Regions from separate parts of the Rattus norvegicus genome. Here region 1 is linked to region 2. The links are chromatin contacts, called in public Hi-C maps. All regions are on one chromosome and are shown on one strand. The core of a region is the stretch at or near the end of the contact, and the rest is flanking DNA. Distances in the headings are between cores, read along the strand shown.

Region 1 (7,912 bases), core at 46-2,545, 82 kb after region 2:
GATGGATGAGCCGCGGGTGCAGGCGCCTCTGTGCCACAGACTTAAAAGGATCAAGAAGGGAGGGGACCCGTCTGGGGCTCCGTAGAGGAGAGTTAAGAACTAGCCCCCAGATGGGCGCCGCAGGGCTGGTCCCCGGCTGCGAGCCCCGCTCCCGGGGGTGCTCGCTCGGCCGACAACTCGGGTCCTTTTGTTACCCAGAAGCCGCCAGCGCAGTGCAGAACCGCACTCTGGAGTCAGTGGGTCTCTGTTCGCCGCGTGGATCTGGACGAGTGAGCGTGCCTCTGGGGTGCGGAGCTGCAGCGCCGGGATCCTGAGCGATCCCCAGCTGAGGATCCGCAGACCGGGCGGAGGAGCCCTGCCTGGAGTTTGTGCAGTCTTCAGGGAGCGTGCGGCGCCGGCTCGCCCTCCACGCGTTAGAAACCAAACAAAAAGAAAAAGGAAATAAGCACGGGTCTACCGGCTCACGCCGCGCGGCAGCCAGAATCCGCGCTGCACCCCCCCTTTTTGGTAGAAAGGGTGGGGGGCGTGGAAGGGGGTGCTAGAGAGGGCAGTTACCTAAGTCTTAACTGTAGATGGCGTCTGAGGCTTTTCCAAAAAATCGCAGAGCTCTCCCTCTCGCTCTCAAAAAAAAAAAAAAAAAAAGGGACAGAAAAAAAAGCAAAATAGCAAAGGAGCATTTAACTTGGGGCGGTCAGCAGTGGCAACAAAAGATTGCAAAAGCTGAGTAGGGAGTGCGGAGTAGGGCAGGCACAGGTACCGCGACAAAGCCCAAAGCTGAGCCCGCGCGGTCAGCACTAGCTCTTGCTGTCGCCGCTCACGTCCCAGATCCTCCTCTGATGAAGCAAGAAGTGCGGGCGGTGACCTGGGGGGACCAGCGGCAGGAGATTTCCGGGGGTCCTGCAGGAGCTGGCCGCAGATGCTCCCCGGACTCTGTTAACCCGCGGCGTTCTTTTTCCGCTGCACAGCTGGGTCTTGAGGCTTGGAACAATTTGCAAACCACTCTTGTCTCCCGATGCCTTGCGACCAAATTGCACGGCGGGCTTGTTCTGGAGGAAAAATAAAAATCGACGGCTTGTCTTCTTTTCTTTTCTTTCTTGCCACCCAGAAGTAGGAGAGGACCGTGTATTTAAAAATTAAAGGGGATGGCCACGGTGCCCTAGGCCAATCCCGGCGCTCAGCACGCCCGCATCCCCGGGCGAGGCGGTATTAATAGTTACTTACGTGGCCGGGGATCTCGGAGCGAGCCCGGCTGTGTGTGCGCGTATGTGTGCGCGCGCGCCTCGCTCGCTCGCGCTCAGTCTCCCCATTCAAAGTCACCGACACATTTCCACTGAGCCCCCGCCCTCTTCGCCGGCCCCGCCCCACCCACGCCCCGGCCCCTGTCATTGAGCCGGGAGCCCATCAATCAGCCGCGCCGCTGCCAGTTCGCGCGCGGCTCCCCAGCGCCTGCCCGCGGCCAGGACTGCTGCCGCCACTCCTGCAGCGCCCCCGCGGGAGCCCTGGCCTCGCCCCTGGATGGCTCGGCCAGGCGCGAGGTAAACAGTGCTTTTATATCCTTCCGCAGTCCATGGGCTCTGGGCTTGCCTGGCCTGCTGCTCGCGCTGCAGAGCTAAGGATGCTGGGCTGTGTATCTACCACCATCGCCACGCAACACCGGCAGGCTCAGGTCAACTTTGGGACTTAGATCCTCTTCCATGGGATTTTCTGCAGAAAGCCTCGCAACTTCTGAGTATTGGGCCCTCCTCTGCTGCGATGTTAACCTGAGCAAGAGGCTCCCCTCGGTTTTTAAAGAACGAAGAATTTCTTGCAGCCCACAGTCTCTAGAATTAGTTTTACTCTCTCTCCAGTTGCTTCTCACTTCAACAGAAGTCCATTGTGGGCTTGTAATTAGTGTCACCACCCCTCCCCCACTTCACAGTTATAGGATTGGGGGTACTTTCAGCGTCTTTTGATTTAAGGACAGGGTCTTTTGGGGGGCTCAGGCACACACACCTCTTTGCACTCACACCTCTGCAAGTGATATTGGCTCCCAGGCAAAGAGCCAGGCTTCTCCAGTCCAGTCATCTCAGTATGTGGGCCAGGAACACATTCAATACTAAGTTCAACTGAAGGCTGCACTTTAACCCGGACTTATTCTTAGCTTCCTGGTAAGGTTCCTGACTATTGGTTTGAGCAGACCTGGGGAAAGTTCAGGCCACAGCTTCAGCCTCTTGCCTTTACCTCAGAGAAGCAATGTAGCAGGGAAAACAGAAAGAGAAGGAGAAGCAGCTATGGTCTGGGGCGAGGCTACTGCTTTCTACGAGGGAGGCCACTCTGCAACAGTTTTCCGCACTACCACTTTTGAACGAAAATAGAAAACTATTTATAATTATAGTTAACTGGGACAATAGTTGCTCTAATGATCAGGAGATCCCTGAGGGTTGTTTCAGAATGGTGAATGGACCTTGCTTGTCCAGCTGGCCACCCTAGAGAACAGATTTTAAGAAAAAACTAAGATGGCCCGTGTCTTCTCACAGATCTCACATCCTGCTCCCCACTCATCTGCCTTACACTCAGTCTCCGATCTCTAAACTGTCCCTTAGTAGGATAACAGTTTGAGGATGTCATGATGACCACAGACTAGTGTGCCATCATGTAGTCTCTGCCCAGTTCAAGAACGGCGCTAGATAGTCTCTACAGAGGACCCATGGAGAAATGTTCCCTGTGGCCTCTACTGGGTAACTATCACAAAACTTTCTTGTAAGAAAGCTTGAGAGACCTGTGTTCCAGCGTCAGTATCCAGTTTCAGAAGGAAACTGAGTTGGTAGGATTTTTGTTTTTATTTTCCCCTCCCTAGGTCTCATCTGTGAAATAACAGGCCCCTGCTTACCTCATGTGATCCCTAGAACTGCAATTGCAGTTCTGGGAGATTCATGAAGAAGTATGATAGTGTTTCTCACCCTGTGAGTTGTGATCCCTTTGGGGTGAAGAACCCTTTCACCGGGGTCGCATATCAGACATTTACATTATATTCATAAGAGAAGCAAAATTACAGTTATGAAGTAGTAGTGAAGTAATTTTATGTTTGAGGGTCACTGCAACATGAGGAAGTGTATTCGAGGACAGTAGCATTAGGAAGGTTGAGGACTGCTGGCTTATGACATGCTTATCCCTGGGCGAAGATCTAAGTTTGAGTAGGATTTGATCTTCTCCACCCTAGAGCTCAGTCTAACCCCGGAGGGCTAAGAAACTAAGAAACGCACGCACACACACACACACACACACACACACACGAGAGAGAGAGAGAGAGAGAGAGAGAGAGAGAGAGAGAGAGAGAGAGAGAGAATGGAGCCTTTACAATATGACGGCCCAAGGAAACATACACTTTTCCAGGACTCTAGGAAACTTTCCTGAAAATGTGATCTCCCCCTCCCCGTCTCTCCTTGACCTTGAATGAATCCAGAGAAAATATTTTTTGAGACCTACTATGTGTCAGACACTGGATATGTAGAAGATATGGCATTTGAAAATTTTCTTTCTTAGTGGACATTGAAATAGTCCTGTGAGTCACAAAATAATACACATAAGAGATATTGCTGGCCATTCAGGCAGAGAAAGAATATGAGAAAGAAAAGGAGTAGGAAGATCTAGCTTTCTAGTAACTTGAAATCTCAGTGTCATCAACTGGGCTGCACTGTCCAAGTAAAGCCATGAAGCAGGCTGCAAGTACCCTGGAAATGGCTGGCCATGATGCAGCTGAACACTGCAGTGTTCTAGTAGAGACATAGATTCTATTCCCAAGGTGACTTGCTATCAGGAAGTGTCAAGGTTGTACTGAAGTATTGGGAAAAGCAGACTGGTGCTCACTGTGGAGTTAATATCAGTGGGTATCAAGGAGAAGAGAAAGCACGGTAGCCCTAACACAGGTCTTAACCTGTGGGTCATAACCCCTTTGGAGTTCTCATATCAGATATCTTGCATATCAGATAGTTCTATACAGTCCATAACACAGTTGTAGTTATGAAGTAGCAACAGAGATCATTTTATGGTCGGGGGGTCATCACCACCTGAGGAACTGTATTAAAGGGTCGCAGCACTCAGAAGGTTGAGAACCACTGCTTTAACAGATCAAGCAAAGCTTAAGCTCATACAAGTGCCTGCTGGACCCTGCCCATCAGTGACAGTGAGTCCATCACTTCTCAGAGGGGAGGTGTTCTGTTCCTCTGTAAAGCCAAATCCTTGTGCTTATAATAAAATGATTACAGTGTAGGGTAGACTTGAGCATTCTTAGCCTCGACCTGAACCTTCCCTGCACATGCTGACTCGTGGAAGCAGGGCCAGGAGCCTTCACATACCCAATTCCTAGCCACAAGATCTTAGACAATTTTAAAACATTTTAATCTCAATGTGGGACTAGGATCTGGATGTTGCCAACACATGAAATAGAAGAATGGTACATCTACAAACCAAGGAACACAGCATCCCATACATAATAGAAACCAGTTCCTGTTGTTATCAAGTGTACTTGTTACAATGGTTACAATGTTAATGGTTACAATGGCTGGATACAGCCATGGAAAACAACTAAACATACAGCAGTTAATGTAAATAATATGTAAAAGGTTTATGGTATCAATAATAAGACATGAGAGTTATTAACTATAATTACAGGAATAGGTAAATATAGTTTATAATGATAGTGAGATGCTGTGTAGGAATTAAAATAAGGATTATACACATAGGATGATGCAGCTTTTTCTCTGTTCACGTTGAAGTAAGTCCATCAAATGCTGTCACCATCCCAGGTTGTAGTTTCCATGTTATCAGCAATATTCTCTTATCCTGAAATGCATTTACTCCTTTCTACTCTTCATAGCTCATTAGTTTATTCAGCAAATGAGTAGTGGCTGCCAAGGGTATGTGACACTTCTCTAAGCAAGTTCTGTGTTTATTAAATGAATAAGTATGGTTTGAAAAGTACTTACTTGAGTGCTACATCAATTTGACCATAGGTGTTCTCTAGAGGAACAGAACACACACACACACACACGCACACACACACACACACACACACACACACACACACACGAGATTTATTATTACAGTGAGTAGACCCACTTAGTCCAAAATGGCTGTCTACCAATGGAAATTCCAATACAGAAACCTACAAAAGTGATGTTTCAGCTGGTCTTCAGAATAAGCCAAAATTCTGAAGAAGTAGGCTCTAAAGCCAGTGAAGGAATAAACTTGCCGAAGTGAGAGCAAGAACAATTAGGAAGTCAAGGGCTCCCTTCTTCCTTCTTCTACATCATTTGTGTGTGTGTGTGTGTGTGTGTGTGTGTGTGTAATTATTTGTATATAGGCTGCCACCAAAGGCATGGCCCATATTTAAGGTGGATCTTACCACCTCAAGAAATACGAATTGTGGGGTTGGGGATTTGGCTCAGTGGTAGAGCGCTTGCCTAGGAAGCACAAGGTCCTGGGTTCGATCCCCAGCCCCCCACCCCCCCCAAAAAAAAGAGAAAAAAAAAGAAATACGAATTGAGGATTTGTCTCCTCACTTCAAATGATTTACTTAAGAAACAGCCCTCAAGGGTAAGCATACCCAACCACTTGACTTTTAGTTAATTCTACTGTAGTCAAGTTGACAACCAAGAATAGCCATCACAATAGGTGACAACAGGTCTCTCTTAAGTCTTACATGACAAGCCTAAGCCCATAAACTTGCAAGAAACTTCCAGAAGGAGCTATAGGTATATCAGGTCATACTTTGTATAGATTTCATCCTACCCAACACCAGAGCATTTTATTGCCATTGAGATATCTTTGAATGGCTTCTCTGGGGTTATGTAAAATGTAGTTATCTCAGTTCGGTCTGTTGCTATAACAAAATAATACACTTGATTGGTCACAAATAACACACATTTACTTCTCACAGGGCCTGAGACTGAGAAGCCTAGCATAAGCACTGGAAGCCTTGGTGGCAGGACCTACATTCTGATTACATAGAGTGTCTCTATATTGGGTCCTTATTTGATGGAGAAAGTGAGACAGGAGGTTGAACTAGGATGAGCTAGAAGAATGTTCATCCCATTCATGACTTTCCCAAAGTCCTACTTCCTGTTACTGTCACTTGGGATTAGTGTTTCCCACATAAATGTCAGAGGAATGCAGACATCCAATGCTAGCAGCACTCCTCCACCATACTTGGTTCACTGGGCACCCTGCTCTTTGGGGTTCCATTGGGAAGCTCTGGGGTCTGGTGGAGCTCACTTTAGTTGCCCACTCTGCATTCAGCACACCAGGGTCTTCCCTCTTCGCTTGGCTTGGGTCACACCCCTTTCGTACTCGGTGTGTCCTTCTTTCCCCAGAATGGTTTTCAAGACATTCCCACCATCACTACCTCCCTGAACTCACACAGTTGGAGGGCATTTTCCCCAGTTCCTTTCTTTGCCCTTGACTTCATATTCCCTTGATGCCTCTGGAAAGTATTTCTACCATTCATTTCTGCTATGAAGGGGCAGGGGCTGGGGAAGAAGATGCCTTTCTCTGTAAGCACAGCCACTGGGAAGACATTCGGCAAGGTTCACAGAAGAGCTGCATTTGCACACAGTGGAGAGGTGGAGTGCATTTGGTGCAGTGATGAGGCCTCAGACTCACTTCTACTAATTCTACTAGCCCCAGGTAAATCTCTCCATTGCTTGGAAAAATCTGCTCTAGAACTCACTTTAGTACTTGTAAGTCTTTAATTGCACTTTTAGAGTTCTAAACCAGCCCTGTCTTCTCCTTGGATTGTAGAGAAAACTTTAAATTATTGCTCCACTTTATAGATGGAAGCAGTAAGAGCCAGAGAGACTAATTTATTCTATGATAGCCCATTACTCCGTGTCCCTAGAGGTTCCTGCGTGCACGTACACGCACGCGCTAGGAGGAATAAGGCAGGGAAATAAATTTGTTCTGAAACTTGAAACTATGTCTCTTCACTATACCATATTGCATGTCATCATGCTTCCTAGAGTTGAATAACCCTTAGTCTAAATAGGCCACTTAAAATCCTCCCACAAGTGAGAAAGGTGATTTCCTTTCTCACTGTATTTTCTTTTTAAATATGGTTTATATTCTGGGAAGCCACTTATTTACAAGGTGATTCCTAGTTAAAAGGTGACTTTTTGATTAAATATTTGTTGTACCAAGGCTAACTGGGAGATGTTTTCTTTTCCTGTCTTCCCATTGGATAAATTATCTACTAGGAGAGTCCAATGTATAAATACAGAAAAGAAAAGAAAAAATAAATTAAAAGGACTTACTGGACTGTTTTCCTAATCCACCTTCTCCCCACCACCCCCATCTTGCTTTTGTTGCCTCTTTTCTTATGGGAATAATAATTCTTGTGTGTCCAGCAGGGAAATGAGATATGGTTAAAGGGTGGGAAACTCAGTATGTGATGGTTTTCCGCATATTGCAAACTGCCTACTGTCCATTTGAACATCACTGAGCAGACAGTAGAGGAAAGAGAAAACATGCAGAAGGGACCACTTGAAGAACTACTGAGAGTTACAGACTAGCTGCAGAGTTAGGTTCCTGGCCAAGGAGTCAATTTGCAGGGTGTTCTGGTAAACCTACCGTGCGCTTCCAGCTCCAAAACAAACCTTGCTGGGTGGGGCCAGCTCCGGGGCCAGGACATCCATATTTCAAAAGCTGCTTGGAATTGTTCGACCTTCGTCTTAGATGGAACAGAGCAATATTACCACACTTACAAAGGAGAGAGGAGAAATGGAATGGTGATGAAGGATTCCTTTCAGATTTTATAATGCAGTCTTCAGTATGGTCAAAATGGCCATAGCACAAGTAGGCAAGTGAACAAGGATGAATTGAGTTTCCATCTAATTCCTCGCTCCAGGCAATTAGTAAGTTGGCTTTGGGCTTGGCTTTG
Region 2 (7,408 bases), core at 1,382-3,881:
GAGACAGAGTGTCTGAGTAGGTTGGGACTCCTCCCCAACCAGCCACCACAACACATCTGTTTGTTTTCACCTTCTCGGCCTCTGGATTCTTAGCAAGCACTAAGACAGCTGGATTTTTCTTTCTTTCTTTTTTATTTTTTTTTTTACAAGAGTATCAGAGAGAAGACTCACGCCCTCATTCTTAGATGGCAAGCTTTTTCCAAATGTGCTATCTACCTTTAACCATAGCCACCCATGGTCACCAAAACATGCTCTGTGGGAAGGACTGAAGGATAGACAGGGATGAAAAGACTCTAAAGCCGTGGTTCTCAACCTTCCTACTGCTGCAACCCTTTAATACAGTTCTGCATGTTGCAATGACCACAGCCATCAAGTTATTTCATCGCTACTTCATGACTGTCAATTTGCTTCTCTTATGAATCATAATGTAAGTGTCTAAAAAGCGAGATGTCCGATTTGTGACCCCTTGACTCCCCAACAGGCACCACAACACACAGGTTGAGAACCACTGCCTGGGGTCTTTCCTGGGCCAGCTCTTTACACAGGACTGTCCCTACTGCACCACCACAGGGTGTACCCCTCTCTATTTTAAGATATAGGACTGCAACGTCCTGCTGCTTTGTGCCATAAAAAGGAAGTACTGAGCCTTGAAAATCAGGCTTCCCAGAGCATTAAAAAGGAGTGACAGCCATGTAAATGCCATCGACGGGAGTGATTCATGAGGTGGCATCATTACAGTACACCTCTTTAGCCCAAATCAGCCAGTGATTGCAGATATCGAATAACAATATGGAAGTGTAGATAGAGTACACTTGATTTGTTTGGGTGGCCTGTGGCCGGCCTCTCCGTGTCTTGAGTTTCTGTGTTGGATGCAGACCCGAAGTATCCCACGATCATCAGAACGATGGCTTCTCCACTGCCACTCAGCTTAACTGAGAAGACACGGATACGAGCTGCATAGAAGCAAGGACAGCCCTGCTGTATTTGGCTTTTTCTTGCTATTCTTTCAAGCAGAACAAAGGACAGATGAGAAAAGCAGACTGCCAGGCCTCATTTCAGAACATCGGACTCAGATCTCTATTTCATCAAGCTCAGGACCAGGACCATTCTTATACACGTTAAAGGGAAAGGGTAGGGTCTTTCCGTTCACAAAGCACCTGGTACAGATAAAAGGGAGCCTCTAAAGGGTCAGGACCAACTTGCTTTGAACCTGTGGCTTACTTACCTAACACTAGTCATAATATTCAACTTACTATCTTTACATGCAAATTCTTGTTTATTTTTCCTATTGCCACTAGATACCTCTATTGCTACTCTGTTTTCCTCTCAGATATAATGACTTTTCTGCAGTAGATAGGCAGGGAAGATATTTTTAGAAACTAAATGTTTTCATACAAATTGGCATACAGGAAGTTATGAAGCTTGGTTTGGTGGGTTTAGCTTTGTCTTTAAGAGTGATGTCGGGTTATTAAGCAGATAAACAGATGTACCTATAAGACAGGATGGCTATCAACAATCTATCGGGTCACTACTGGCATATATAGAGTAAGGTTGTTCTTTTACAAATTCTTGAGACACTAACCTCTTCTAGAATTATGAATTATTCTCTCTCTCCCCCTCCCCCTCTCCCCCCTCTCTCTGCCTGATCATCACTATGCAATACAATAAGCTCCATGTTGCATATTTCACACAGCATTTGTTCCCGTAGAATGATCCTGCTTCTCTTCCTTGATAGTTTATTCAATCTACCACTTTTCAGCTAAACCCTCATGTCTTAATTGCATGAGCTCAAATCTCAGTTTCATCTGTTTAAAATATTTTCCCCAATACATACCATTCTGCTTCTATAGAGGTTGTTTTTGTGTTAGGGGGAAAATATCCTTCCTAGTCTCAAAGTGACTCTCCCTTAATGAGCCAGTGTTGCCGATTTCATTGATTTTTGTTTCACTGTGCTAGAGAGAGGGAGAGAGTGACAAAGAAATGAAGTAACCTGATTTCTGTGATTGGCACCAGAGTTATTTTGAGATTCAAAAGGATCATGTGCAAAAAGAAAAAAAATGATAGGAGACTGGGTAAATTCCCAAGTGAGTGACAAGCCCTCTGAAGTAGCTACACATGTCCAAATGTCTTCCAGGAAGAAATCATGCCCATGTATTAGTGGAAAAAGATCTCCCTCCAAAGGTACTAGAGATAGACTTCATGGCTTCTGCATTTGCATGTATATAACTGGCCACATTGTAGCAGTGGAATAGTGAGACCTGTCATTCCAGGAAAAACATAACTTGAACAGACAATCCCTTAATGGAAGATTGAATTTCTTCCAGGTATGATGATTATTTCCTTGTTGAAGGTGGTAAATTTTTCTTAGATCATGAAAATATTGTGATATAGACACTGTTCATATAACTGGACCATCTTTGTCTGCAGACTCCATCAACAGCTCTTGCATGGAGCCCTGTACTGCCTCACCCCTTAAGTCCTGTTCAATCTTCCTCTCTTTCCAAGAATGGAATCTTGCCTCCTGACCCTCTGCTTCCTTCATGCATAATTTCCTCTTTGCCTGAAAGCTGTGCCAAAATGCCTTCACTGTTTCCACCGCACTGCTTCTCTGTGTTCCGCTGTAGTTTTTGACTTTACGCTGGGGATTGCAACACCCAATTCCTGACCTTCGCTTGTGGGTTTCACTGTGTGAGTTAGAGCACGCTTTCAGGCTCAACAAATTCACGTCAACTGCTTCCCACAGCCTTACAGGATAGCCAATAGTGAGTAAAGAGGCAGGAGCAACTAACAGCTGGGGTGAACAGAGACTTGGTTTGCTCTGTAGAGGAGGTGCCTAGTGGGCTTTCTAATCCCAACAGCTCAGCCCTAAACAGATGTAAATCTAAGCAACACTAAATGGACTCCGTGCATCTCATGTATATAAAAGAAGAGGTCATGAATTTGAGAGGGAATGGAGGTAGACACAGGAGGAGTTGGTAAAGGAAAAGTCAGTGCAAATGACATAAACACAATACTAACATATAATAAAAGTTAAAATTCAAATAAAAAATAAGAAATCGTTAATATCATGGTTCAAGACTCAAGCCTCTGCTTTCAGATGAACTCTGACTCAAAGCCTGTAACTCTCAATTTCAAACTATAGGAACATGATAAATTATTTAAGCATGTTAGATCTCGATAATGTCACTTAAGTATCTAAATAAACTGGTGCTTATTAAGGAATTATCTTGAATATTTATTGAGACAGTTTATCTGCAAAGTGGTTGCCGTTATTTGTAATTTTATAAACATGCAATTAATTGAGTGGGAAAAAAAACAATTGTTCAATATCCAGAAAAGATGCACTACTGCATCATTTTAAAACAGTTGATACTTTATTAACTTATTTGTATATGTGTATATGGAGGAGGTGCTTGTGTTCCACAGTGCAATCATGGAGGTCAGAACACAACTTGCAGAAGTCCGTTTGTTATCAACTCCATGCCATCAGGCTTGGTGACAGCCACCTTCACCCACTGACCCATCTTTCTGACTCATGAGCTACACCTTTTCTTTTTTTACTAATTAAATGAGGGAAGGGCCTATAGATTCTTAACCATAAGACAATTATCTAAATGATATCCCCATTTTATTTGAAGCAAAATGAGATGAATAACTGTGGATCATTTGCTATTTTAAACTTTGAAGAGGAAAACTACCAAAGGCTGTAGAAACAGTCAACACAGAAATGTGCTCCATAGTTTCTTGTACTACTGAGACTTGAGGATTCGAAAAACTTGGCAGTCAGCTTCCTGGTGGCCAGAAAAGAGAGAAATATGACAAATTGCAAAATATTTAATATCCACAAGATAGCGATAGACCGAACTTATGGAAGAGGACATAAGCTGTCCTGTACTGTCTTTAGACCCTGAGTTTATTTGTTCTCCTTAGCTGGGTCCTCACAATGTTACATGATCCTGTTGGAATTTGGTTGGTCCCTTAAAGGTGAAGAATATTTTAGAGTCTCCCCAGCAGAAATAAATTACCCTCGGAAGGGAGAAGAGCTTCATTTTCCAGCTGGCAAGCAGCCGGTGTGCACACTCGCCTTTTTGATGAATGGAGCCATTACATTATCTGTCTCCTGTATTCTGGACCACCCAGCACCTTCTTGGCATTGTCTCTGTTTGGGAAGAATGGTTGTCTTTGTTTGGCCTGCCAAAACACTGTTTCTGCAATGTGACCCGCTGGAGAAGAGTTCCTAGCTGAGCAATTTCTTTTTTGAGAGGCTTTGGCCCTTTTTTGAGTGTGGAAGAGCTGTCTAAAAACTAGAAAAGTGTTCAGCTCCCCGAGGACCCTCAGTGAGTTTAGGATCCCTGCACTGTTGCCACCGTCATCATCTTCCCACTGGTGAAGAACTCTCCCTTGGCTGGACAAATAACGCATGTTTTCTTAGCTAGCCCTCTTGGCAAATCTAAAATGTCTAATTCTTGTTATACGGATGAAAAGATTGAAGTCCATGGGGCAGAAGAACTAAGCCAAGATCACACAGCAGGAGCAAAACAGGAAAGTCACTTCCAGTCTGAAGTCTGTGGTCTTCTGAATGCACAATAATCCCACAGAACATTATTGCATCAAAGACCCCATGTGTCAAGTGTTTTGTTCTTTCTCATTTATTCAGTAAGTGCTTAATATATGTTGATGGCAATAGACCAAACAAGTTGTAACATAGACCTTGGAGTGAAGGAGACACATACAATGCTGCCTTGGAATTTCAATTCTACAGCTGTAGATAGATGGGTCATATGGTTTTAGAACAGTTGGTAGACCATGTCCTTTATTTTATCTTATACTTCGGGGTCTTCTGCAATACAATCAACCTCAGACAACCAGTTTCTGAAGGCCTTAGTAAGATATCTACCAAGGAGTTTATTCTATATTAACCATAAATCACAAAGAATACAGTGGTAAGCCAGATGACTCAGTGGATAAGGGGGATTCTAGTCATACCTGACTTTGAGACCTAGGGCCCACATGGTAAAAATAAAGAATTGGCTTCTCGAAGTTATCCTCTGACACATACACATACATGGTGGCATGTCATTCTTTAAGAAATATATCAGATCTGCTATGGTATATTAAATCACAGAGAAACCCTTTTTCCTATTAAATGTTTACGAAGCATTCTAGGATAGGAGATGCTAAGAAAGTGTGGCCTTGAACTTCTCTCATCTGGAGTTTTTCCAAAGAACATTACTCAGGAGAGTTGAATATACAAATCCATGTAAGAATATTGACCACTTTCCTCACATAGATCTGAATCCTCCTCACTGTCTTTGAAGCCTTATTAAACTTGAGATGACAAATGATTTATGTTTCAGGAATGGCGATGTCCTTTGGTTTGTGAAAAAAAAGAGAGGTCCATTTGTAAAATGAACCCAATAACTACAGCAATTAGATATTTTACTTTGGAATCTTGGTTTCCTTCCTTCCTTCCCATGCCAAATACTACTATTCTGATAGATGATAATTCATAATTGAAATGCATTTCATCTCTTTGTAGAATTTGCTTCGAATAAAAATGTCACTATTGGCAGATGACTCCAGTTCATCTAGGCATGGCCTTGTATGCCTGCAGTTCTAACACTCATGACCATGAGGCAGGGTGATCATAAATGTGAGAACAGCCCTGGCTACAGAGTGAGCTCCAGGCCAAAATGGGATACTTCGTGAAATCGTATCTCGACTGCATTCCAACATAAATGAGAAAAAGAAAACTGACTCCAATTCACTCTAAGTTCAGTAAGATTGTAGGATCAGAATGTTCTTCTCAACATGAAGTTAAGGCTTTGCCTGCTTGCTCTTAAACTTCCCATTGACCCAATCTTTGGACATGACCCAAAGACCTTTTGTAATTTTGTCCAAATAATCATTAACAAGCTCTTCTTTTTCTTTTTGCAAAGAAAATAATAGTGACTTCCTCTCCATCATCTTTAAATTCAGTTTTCTCGAGGTAGAGGTTCCCAAGCACTTCCTGCAGATCACTTCAAGATTTAAATTTTGTCTGTCATTCTGCTCTCAGCTTTACCGATGCTTTGTCTTTCTTGTGCCTAATCTGATGCTCATTTCTCCTTTTGCAAGTCCTCCAATGCAGTCAGCTTCACAGCAGCATGGCTGCTATTTGGTGTCCATTGGTTTAAAAGTTATCTCACCAATTTTAATTATTAGCGAGAATATGCTGGGGATCAAATAAGACTGAACTGGCATGCATCATGCTAGTTGTGGTTAAGTGTATTCACTGCTGTTGGGGACCTAAGTCCAGTTTCCAAGACCTAATTTAGGTAGCTCAAAAGGTCTTGACTACTGCTGTAGAGGATGCAATACCCTTTCCTGGCCTCTGTACACACACACACACACACACACACACACACACACACACTTTCAAAAGAAAACTTTAAAAGAGAAAATAATGTTGAATTTGCCTCCATTTTAAAATAATTTTGGCAGTTTAACTATGTACTTGGGGCTCACTTCAGTCTTTAAATTTTCAGAAAATAGAAAAATAATGGAGGGAAAGGGGGAGGAAGGGGAAAGGAAGGAGAAGGAAGAGGCCAGGGATGGAGTTTGAGCAGGCCAAAGGTGGGCAAGCTAGAAAGGCTAAATAAAAAATAATTAATAGCTCAAATAAAGCAGATACTAAAAGATACGGAACCTGTTGCCAGTGGTGGCGCACACCTTTAATGCCAGCACTCAGGAGGCAGAGGCAGACAGATCTCAGTGAGTTCAAGGCCAACCTGGTCTACAGATCAAGCTCTAGGCCATAGCTACAGAGAAAGACCCTGACTCAGAAAAAAAGGAATATAGAAAAACTATCATTCAGTCATTTAGATATTCAAAGTTTTTCTATCCAAGATTTAACGAAGATAAACAAAATAGGGAAAAAAACCTTCTAATTATACAGAAAAGAAATTTCTAGTATAAATGAAGAAGTGAATCTCATCCCATGCTCTGTCCACACAGAATTCCTCAGTACAGTGACTTTGGGGATGACTACAGGATTCCCATAGACAAGGGAATATAAGGACAAATAATAGCTCCTTCAAGTCACATCTAAAACAAGACTCATGTATTTTTCTCCATTCTCAGAGCTTCTGCCTCTTTCATAAAGAACACACCTCAGATATCAAGCCCTTCACCCTGGTATGCAAAAAGCAGACACGTGAGGCATAGATCTGGGCTTGTCTTAAACCTACAGATTATGGAGGCAACTCACAAACCAATGAGGTCATCAGAAATAAAAGCCCTGGTCCTTGTAAGCCACCAAGGTGAAAAGTAATATTCATGATAGTGCTGGGATAAATAGCAGAGGAAGTCAATGTGAGCCCACTACACCGACTAAATATGACATCTAAAATTTACTGATACAAAGCAC

Evidence for each region. Hi-C and Micro-C count contacts between places; a contact is called where the count stands out from the background.
Region 1: a contact with region 2 is called in a Hi-C map of Schwann cells, with 2.3 times the contacts expected there. The contact joins the promoter of Trib2 here to the enhancer-like site in region 2. A contact is called at or near these places in 5 of 12 Hi-C or Micro-C datasets (the Rat2 cell line, Schwann cells, kidney and 2 more).

The regions. Positions count from the first base shown.
Region 1 is chr6:44,297,799-44,305,710 of GRCr8, forward strand. Trib2 (tribbles pseudokinase 2) reads right to left here and starts at 1,296. Exons shown (of 3, transcript NM_001108015.3): 1 at 1-1,296.
Region 2 is chr6:44,214,465-44,221,872 of GRCr8, forward strand. No RefSeq gene overlaps it. Among named protein-coding and RNA genes, the nearest start is that of Trib2, 81 kb to the right of the region's middle. Within about 2 kb of position 2,632, at least 17 of the 93 cell types and tissues checked have an H3K27ac peak or open chromatin away from gene starts, as enhancers often do. A contact at or near this core is called in Schwann cells, where this site is marked.